Regions from separate parts of the Drosophila melanogaster genome. Here region 2 is linked to region 1. Evidence: chromatin contacts called from public Hi-C data. All regions are on one chromosome and are shown on one strand. The core of a region is the stretch at or near the end of the contact, and the rest is flanking DNA. Distances in the headings are between cores, read along the strand shown. Region 1 holds the start of Agpat1 (1-Acylglycerol-3-phosphate O-acyltransferase 1). Region 2 holds the start of CG32639.

The links. Hi-C and Micro-C count contacts between places; a contact is called where the count stands out from the background.
Region 2: a Hi-C map of the Kc167 cell line shows a contact between it and region 1, with 1.6 times the contacts expected there. The contact joins the promoter of CG32639 here to the promoter of Agpat1 in region 1. A contact is called at or near these places in 2 of 107 Hi-C or Micro-C datasets (the Kc167 cell line and the S2 cell line).

The regions. Positions count from the first base shown.
Region 1 is chrX:12,762,838-12,767,778 of dm6, reverse strand. Agpat1 (1-Acylglycerol-3-phosphate O-acyltransferase 1) reads right to left here and starts at 2,513. Exons shown (of 4, transcript NM_167337.2): 1 at 2,176-2,513; 2 at 425-810. The coding sequence starts at 615. pira (pirate) reads left to right here and starts at 4,168. Exons shown (of 1, transcript NM_001298238.1): 1 at 4,168-4,941. The coding sequence starts at 4,436.
Region 2 is chrX:13,234,389-13,239,329 of dm6, reverse strand. It overlaps CG32639, which reads left to right and starts at 2,764. Exons shown (of 1, transcript NM_167355.2): 1 at 2,764-3,405. The coding sequence starts at 2,807. The coding sequence ends at 3,235. mew (multiple edematous wings) reads left to right here. Exons shown (of 9, transcript NM_167354.2): 2 at 105-173.

The DNA.
Region 1 (4,941 bases), core at 1,264-3,763:
CTTTGTAATTTGTAATTAACGTGGTGATATCATCACCATTGGAAAGCATGTTTGATTTGATAAAGAAAAAGACTTGAAGCCAAATAAGCATTATAACGAAGTCGTAACTAAAATACGATATAGTTTTATGTTTTATAGTTAGGCATAATGGAAAACACTTTAGCAAATACTTTTGTGTATTGTATTACTAATCGATGAGTCTACAATTTGTTGATTGGCAATCAGCCACTCGAGTGCTTTATTGATATATAGATGGGCAGCCCATTAGTGCTAAATCAAAACATGCTGAACTCAATAAACAGATATGGGAGTTCTCTTCTAACTGAGCTATACTTGTACTTGATAACTAAAGGTATTATTATTCTTATATCAGATTGGTTTAGTGTTTCATGATATTTGCATAAAAATATTTTGCACTACTTACAGCAGATTGCGGACATCGCATGGTCTGGTGAGGAATGCCGGGATGAGGATGATCGAGTTGAACGACACGATGCCGTAGTACATCAGGAATTTGAAGTAGTATCGGAATATGTGATTGGTCTCATAGAGGAATGGCAGCATCAGCAGCAAGAAAAGTCCCAGCAGTTCGATAAACGAAGTCATGGTGATCATTTGATTATGTTTATGCTTAGTGATTCAACCGTTTCAGATCCTGGATCCAGATGCCTTCTGCTATCTTCGCCCGATTTGCTATCCTGTATGGGACTTCCGGCTTTTCTTTCTCTGACTTTCCTATGGTTAAGGCAGATTACAGTCTTTTAGGTGTGTGGTTTGTGTGTGGATATCCTTGTTGTTCCGATCGATGCGCTGAAAAGAGCAAATTTGTTAATATTTATAAATAATGAGCAAATTTGTTAATATTTATAAATAATGTAGTAAAAGTTTGAAGACTATAAACCAAATTATTAGCAATCAGAACAAAGAACAATGGAACTGGCGTTAAAGGGCTAATTCTTACAGTTTTACAAGCACCGTCCTTTTGTTATGTTTTTGGGCTAGTGTGTTTTAAGTGCTGATAAAGCGGGAGAAAGGGGAAATGGGCAATTGCTGTGTTGCACGCCATTTCTCCTGTTCCTTCCACTACTTTTATTGCTCACTCTTTTATGCACGTATTAATATGACAATTATGCGAGTGCAACAAACCACAACGTCACAAGCGCACCAAGTGATGAATACTACAGTTCAGGGGGAAAAAAAAATTGCAAGCAGTTGAAGTTAAAAGCAAAACTTGCATAAAATACGATCCCTTTTTAAATGTCATACCCAAAATAAAAGTGAATAGGAAATATTTGCTAATATAAGGTTTTGTGAAAGAGTGCATATGGTATTGATAAAGAATTGAACTAATGCTAATATCTTGACCGCAGCTGTATGTGCAGCCGCCCAGAAGAAAGAGAAAAAATCAATTTAAATTTGCGCCCAGCGGCGAAAAACGGAACAAAACAAAACGGGGGAGAAACGAAGGAATGGGAATTTAGCATACCATATTGTGTTTTTCTACGGGTTTTAATAGATACTATCAATGAGATACTATCAATTGATATGCTATTGAATCCCGATTTGAATGCTGCATATAATCAGCTAAATAAATTGTCTATTTGTTTGCCATTTCCTTTATTCGGTTCGCTGCCCCTATTTCCATTTTCAGTCTTAACACTTGCGCGTTATGTTAGTTCGAGGACATCCATTGATATTAAAAAAAATTCTTCATTAAATTTAATTCAAATATTATATTAATAAATAAGAACACAAAATTAACTCCAAAATTAACTCCATTTGCATAAAAAGACAATTTTACAATATGAATTTGTTTTCTGTTCATTTGTATTTCAAGTGCATAGGAAGAACTATAGAGTTTTTCGTTGTGTCAAAAAATTTACTTATTATTTACTATTTTGCAAACTGGGTCCATCAAGGGTTAATATTGTTGTTCCCTTACGAACACATCTGGCACAAAACAAAATAAGCAAAAAACGGTAAAAGGGGGTTGCGCCAAGAGAGCGTTCAAAAAGAGAGGGTGGCAGAGAGAACTACAGACACGCCAAGGATAATAGCAAAAGAAATCAACTTAAAGACACACAAAAACACATAGCACACACACACACACAAAAACACTCGAATTAAACATAAATAAATGCAATTTTCGCCAGCTCCGTTTTGTTGTGGACAAACCTTTACAATTAAATTAAACAATTCGAATTTAATACAATTGGCGGCTGCGTGTGGAATTCGCTTGACACACCAACAACAAATGAATGCTCACTTTCTTCGTTTCGGCTTTTGTTTGTTGTGGATTTTAATAAAAGCGACTACTTTTTATTTCGATCTATTTCGTATGCAGTTATTTCGATTCTTTTTCTTCTCTTTTATTTTTATTTTCTGCTGCTGCGGCGACGACACAACGCCGACGTCGACGGCGACGCGAAAACGACGTTGCGCTGCGTTTGCTGAGAATTTCCGTTACCGGCGTTCGAGCGACTTTCGTGGCAACTAGCGGTACCGAAATATCGAAGCTAACATCGATGCATCGATGTTTTTATCGATTTTCCGAAACATCGATGTCTATTTTTTTTTTTCATCGCTATTCGAAGACTCAGAAAACGAATTTCTTCAAATTTAAATTTATTCAATTTCAGTTATTAGCATGCAATCTTAAAATTGTATATGCATTTTCAATTTGTAGTGGAGGCCAAAAAATTTCCGATCAATTGATTTCCGACAAACTTATGTTTATCAATACCAGTTTAAGATTATGCATCTGAAAATATATCTTATTTTTTTTAATTTTATTATATTAATATTTGTTTTATATTAAATTACAAAAAAATTAAATTTAATAATAAATAAATGTTCTTTCTTTTTCAACAAGTGTAAATAAAAATATTATAGTCTGCAAATATCGATAGACGGCTAATTGTTGGGTATCGATAGCGAGCGGTGTGTGCGTCCGCGCTGCATGGAGCTGGCATTGGGTTTGAGTCTCAGCTTTGGAACTAAAAAGCATGAACTAAAAACATCGTTTCGAGAATTAATTGAGAATTAAATATTAAAGTCCCGCGTATTTAAAAAAAAAATAAAGCTGTTAGTTAAATATGACATCTTCTCTGCGAACGGTTTGGTTAGAGCAAACAAAAAAGTTTATATGACTACAACGAAAAATTCAATTTAATAAAGAACTAACGGAAAACATAGCATAAGTTTTTCCCGAAAAATATGATGTACTCAGCTGGATATTTAAAAATAGAGCAGGCTTGTTGTATTATTTACATATGCATTTTCCACGTGCTTAAATGTTAAATATATTTTAAATAATATATATAATTAATATATGCATAAGAAAAAACAATTCGAATAAAAATATATTTTGCAAAATATATTACTGCAGCCAGCACAGATATGACACTATTTAGTAAAGTATATACAGTAGTAGTAATAGTAAATTTGTAAATGTAAAACAAAAGCCAGTTTCCAGTTGCTTCACATTTAAGGAATTCGACTTGGCAAACTTTCTGACAGCTAACAACGTTGTGATTTAGATGCGTTTTTCCGCACTTGGCAACCGATGCAAATTGCGAAATGGAGCCCTTTGGCCCGCGGAAAGGAAAACGTGTGTGTGTCTGTCAGTTGTTTTTTTTTTTTTTTTATAAATACGCTCTTGGCAAAAAACAAAAAAACAATAATATTTTTGTTTACATTTGATTTTCTTATCGCCGCCAAGCGATCCATGTGGTGAGAGGAGCTCAATGCTGACGACTAAAAATCGGACAGGTGGACCCGATGACGGACGCACAACTATAATTTGATTAATGTCTGTACTTGTATTTGCAAAATGTTGAAATTAAAACGAGAATAAATTTTTGGTTTTTAAAAATTCCCATACAAAGAACTTGCAACAAACGGCTGAACTTATAACTTTGTAAATACCACATGTAAGAATACTAATACTTGTAAATGAAAAGCAAAGAACTTAGCTTAGCTAAGATTCGCTTAAATGCCTATATTTCGTCAGTTCAAATATTATTTAATTTCAATATTCGCAACATTCAAATTTCAAAGCGGACTATCGATACATATTTTTAAAAACACCCCACAAAATCCATACCAATTGGAAACATATACATATGTATCGATATGAGCAGCAAAACTCCGATGGCGATAGCAACTCGCACAGATGATTTTTGGATACAGCACTTGGGACGCCGTTTACCCCAACAATAAAAATAGACAGATATCAAATATCGCATAAAACACACAGATTGGAAAATGAAAGGAATATAGTGATCAAAGTCACCGTGTTAGGTGACTCTTCAACCATCCAGTTAACTTTGCACATCAAGCAGCCCGAGAATTTGCAATCGAAACGAGAAACTTCAGTTCAGTCAGATCAGCCCATATAACGTACATATGTTATACTATTGAATCCGGCTCCAAAATGGATCGCAAAGAAACTGTTTCGAAGGACCAAGCGGTACGTCGAATTGCCCATAATGACTTTATATTAGTCTCACGTCAATTGCTGATCAATCGAGCCGACACGGATCCGGACAAAGGAAGTGCCAGGATGTTGATTATCTACAGCAGTGGAAAGCAGCACATCGTCACCTTCAAGCTGCCGAATCTTGCGTGTAGGGTGCAGGATCTGTTTTTCCAAATGGACCTTCAGATCGATGAGAGCACCACGATTGATTGCATTGAGAATGCCGGCGGTATTATCCATTTGGTTGTCTCTGTGGGCTTCCCCATCAGTGATAACATTGCCGAGACGGTTGCCCATGCGGAGGAGTTCTATAGGAAGGTGCATCAGTCAAAGGCATCATCGGCTGATGCCGCTCCACCCAATGCGATGGCCGGTGAAGAGCACTCCCCTGCGGTTGTCAAACCATCAGAGACTGCGGTGGCCAACAATGGTTGCCAGCCAGCTGCAAGTGCAACCAAAGG
Region 2 (4,941 bases), core at 1,515-4,014, 470 kb before region 1:
TTTGCATTCACTTTGGGTTGCTTACCAAAACCTTTTACAGCACTATACAATTCAATTTACTATTCGAATAATATTAATTGAGCATTTTTCTTCGTCTTTTTCAGGTATGTACTGCTTAACCCATTAGCTGCAGCTGTGCTTAATTAAGGCACAAAATGTTCGGATATCACATTGTGAGTTCAATAACAATGCAGTGAATGAAAAACAAAAACAGACTGACAGTTTGCATTTAAATGTCAATCAGGCACACAAAATACGCACAAAGGGTACGAAAAAACCTGACAGAAACGTGGACATTTCAAGATATATGTACATATGTACATACATACATACATATATTTTTCCAGTGCGGGTGGTGCTGTTTTTGGCGGTGGTGGTTTCATTAAGTCAGCCGCTTAATGCGATTTTGACAAATAAATTCATCAACACTTCCGCTGACAACTTGGCAGATGATATGAGGCAGCCACACAGCAGCAACTACTGCAAATCCAACTGCAACATAAATTGCAACTGCAACAGCAATTGCAATTGCACACGAAAAATTTGCACTGCCAAATACTTGTGTTACAAAAATAAAATTTCTGAAATACTTAAACATAGCTTAGAATTATTTAGAAGATCTTGAGAACCAAAACTAAGTAATTTAGCAGAGTTGAAGTTGAAAAATAAATTTTTAGCGGAAAAATATGAACTTATTTGTTCTCAGTGCAAAATGTTAACAACGGCAGCAACAGCCAAACGCATTTGAAATTCAAATTTGAGCACATTTGAACAAGCATTCGCTTGGACAGTCAAGCAGTTGTAGTTGCGTTTGAGTGGTTTTAGTTGGCTGCTGGCTGGGGTGATGAGAGGCCGAGGGGGCTGAGGGGGGTGGTTCCCCCGGCGGTGGGGGTGGTGCAGTGGATTAGCAGTCAGCGTTGTGGCTGTTAGCCTGCCATGTCGACGCTCATCAGGCTGACAGCTCTGGCAGAGCGATAAATTTGCCAGCATAAGACTGCATAACTGCAATGCTGCAAAACTGCACCACTGAGCCACCAAGCCATTCTGCACCACCGTGCTCAAGTTCTCTGGAAGTTAATTGAGCATGCAAAGAGATCAGATTCCGTGCCTGCAACAGTGACAAAAGATTATTAAGAAAGGTTCTTTACTTTAATATTGGGTTTAAAAAAAAACCCTATATGCATAGAAATCTTAAAGAATAATGAATCTTTAATTACAAAACAGATTTTTTATTCCTAAACTAAGGAAAAATGCACATGTTGCTATGTAAGTTTATAATTATTTTATATAATGTACATTATTTCTCAATTTTAACATAAGTTCTTCCTATGAATACCACCTTTCAGTTCAAATTTATAACTGATTTCGATACCTAATTAAAAAAAAAAAACCTCTTTTTCAATATAATGTTATATTTTACTGCTGATTTTCAGCCGTTTCTTGGGTTTCCTTTGAGTACTTAATGCAGTTTTTGCGCTCCCAACAAATTTATACAGTGTGCGAGGGAGAGAGAGAGAGAGACAGTGAGAGAGTGAGAGCGAGAATGGCAATGAGAGGAGAGCAAGCGAGATAACAGTAGCTGGACGTGCAAAAGTAATGGATATTTTTGAATATCTGAGGGCGCAAATGGCTGTTTTCGAGCATTCCAGTATTTCAATATCCCTGTGGGCGATTCCCAGATATACATATATGCCAGGCGTATATCGCACAGTCACCCATAAAAGTCAACGGACCTAATGAACTTGCAAATTTTTATGACTGCTCGTGGGGCTGTCGGAATTTCGCATTTGAATTCCCAAGCTGGCGAATTTGTAAGAATTCGCTTTGATTTCGGATTCAAAGCTTATCACAGTTCGAATGCAAGACCCACGCTGACATTTTTATAGCGTTTTATTTTTTTTCAGAGCTCTGAATAAAAAAAATTCTTCCGGCTGGCTATGAATGCAACTTTTTTGTCAGCCCAAGTTGCAAAACGTTCTTAATAGAAGTTCGTTGATTGTATTTATAATACACGAAAATCCACCAAAGTTTCTGAATCAATTTACTTGTTTTGTAAACGAACTGAAAAACCAAACCAAATCGTAGTGAATTCAAAATTGATTGCCTCCTCCGGATGCGATGAATTCCCAATGATCGCAGCAATAATAAACGAAGAGCCCTCGAAAATAAACAAAAACTCTTAAGTATTCCGTTCATAAAATGAGGCGATACGGATTAGAGTTCAATCGCGATGTACATAACAATAATGATTACACCAAATCCATTGGAATTATGTATTCGTTCGTATTTCATCCACTGATAGTGGCTATCGGGTAATACAAAAATGTTCATGCCGCATGGCCCAAATGTTTGACCCACTTACAATATAGAAAGCAAGGGGAGGATAGTCACAAGTATCTGGGATGGAATTTACTGTCTCTTTCTATACAACATATGTTGCCCTAGCCTCGTTCCAAATTCGATTTACTCTGGTATTTATTAATAATACTGCATAAATGTAATATAACTATAAATGCAAAAAATATATAAATTATACGTATCGCTCTTGTGGCACATTATCGAGAAAAATATCTGAGTAAAACATACATATCTGCCAGTGGATCTTATTTGTTTGAAGTTAAGTTTTTTGTTTTTTGTTTGAACAGCTGCCAACGTTCACGGCGCATTTACGATAAGAGGTAACAAAATATATCATAGAAACCTATATTTTTTTTTGCTGGGCTAAAAATGTGAATATGTTTTGAAACAACTCAGTTATCATAGAGAAGTCCGTCGCTCCTTTGAGTTAAGTATACCCAATCGAATCATGACTGAGTACAGTTCTCAGAGCCAAACTGAAAGTGATAGCGATGAGGGACCGGAACCGGATGTGGAGCAGGCCAGAACCGGTGGTTCCTCGGATGATCTGACCAGCAACGAGTGGCTGAGCTTGCACGGATTTCCATCCGGCACCGATGATGAATTGCTGGCCATTTTCTCACGCTTCTGTTCGATGAACGCGCATCGCAAAAGGAAGAATGGTCTAGAGCTGAGATTCGCAACCGCGGAGCATCTGCAGCTGGGCGTTCTAATGGCCAAGCGTCTGGTGGTGTGCAACGTGCAGATCCACTGGCATGTGGGTCGTATGGAGGATGATCCATCCCTTAATCCCAAGCCATCAAGGGAGCGAAGTACGGCCGGTGGACTTGGCGTTTTTGGCAAGTTGCGAAGGGCATTCGCCAATTATTTTCACTAGCATTACCATTAATATTGTTCAAAGGAATTGTTGCTGTATAAGAAAAGCTTCTTAGTTATCTCAATGGCTATACAAATTTTGAATTATTCCTTTTGATTCCAAACTAAGGAATTTGTAATATTTGCTTTGGAGTAACAAAAGTTCATTTATAATACAAAACATTCATCATTAATTATATGCAAAGTCTTATAATTAGCTAGTCCCACGATAATTAACTGCGAAATCTTAAAACTTAAAACCTTCAATATTACACAATAGGGGTCCTTGGGGAAATTGGTCCCAGTGGCTTGAATGTAATTGCCTCTCAAGGCCAGAAAATTAAATGTGATTTCCACCCACATATAATCCATTTAATTAAGTGCGACTTAAAATTAACATAACATGCATATGCCGTTCAATATGGTAATTTAAAACCCAGACAACAAGTTGCTGATCACATAAAAGTCTTGCAAACTCAGCCATCCCATCCAAAGCCCACCCCCCCAAAAAAACCCCCCTGCAGGCGCCCACATAAGGCCGAAAATGAAATGGAAATTTTTCAGAGAGCAAAAAAAAAAAAAATAAAAATAATAATAAAAGTCGCCATAAATAATATGCTCATATTGCGGACTCTTCAATTAAAACTCATTAACATAATGGCCTAAAACAGCACTCGACTAACTGTCGCTGAATGTGACAAAAATAAAGCAATAACAGTGGCGGCGACTGCTTTTCGTTCCAAGGGGGGGGAGGGGGGTGGGGGTTCCCAGAAGGGGGGTTGTCTGCCTTCAAAGTAAATTTACTTGTCAGTGTCGACGCGTGTAATTTATGCAAATTTTATGCGCACACCACCAAAAAGCAAAGCACCAAAAAAAAAAAGAAAAAAAAAACAATTTAACTACAGCCAGCGAAAAACTGACAAAGACGGAAACAAAAAAATAAAAATAAAAACAAGAAAATAAAAGCATTAAACGCCAAGCACGCAGAATTGTTTTTGTTTTTATTTGTTTTTTTTTAGGAGGGCGGAGGGGTGTGTCGTTTTCAGTTTAGTTTATGGCGACATAATTAAAATTTATACGACTTACAGCCCGCATCTACAGAGAATCAGCGAAAACAACAACACTTTTTTTGTAGGCAGTTGGAGTACAGTATCGACTTATGTAATGGATGATCGTCATTAGATTTTTTATCAAATCTTATCTTATCAAATGTTTTGTAACACTAATCGAATATTGAGTACAGCCTTAACTAAAGTAAGCACTGGCTAAAGAAGACGTCCGAATTCGAAATGATTGTAATTTATATGTGATAATAGTTTCTTTATTTTTAATTAAGTCCTTCGGCGTGTTGATTTCTCTGGTGTCCACTGTACTTAAATGGGCAGCAACAAAAATTATGTCAAAATATGGGCTTACATACATATATTGGGAAATCCCAGGTTTTCTTACAATTGCTCCCTCCCTTTCTAGCATTCTTCCTCGTTGGGGGGGCACGTCTCTCCCCGTCTCTCTTTCACCTGGCATCTCTCGCGGTGTGTGGCCATGTCAGTCGCTCTCGCTCACTCCACTGCCCTCTCCCCCCCCCCTCTCTCTCTCGCGCATAATTCTTTCAAATTCAAATCCAAAGCCAGACAATAACAACACTAAATTATGAAGGAGAAGACTCCAGTCCTGCTCTCTCGCTGCTCAGTAGAATACACAGAAAGATATTAATCGAAAAACTCTTTT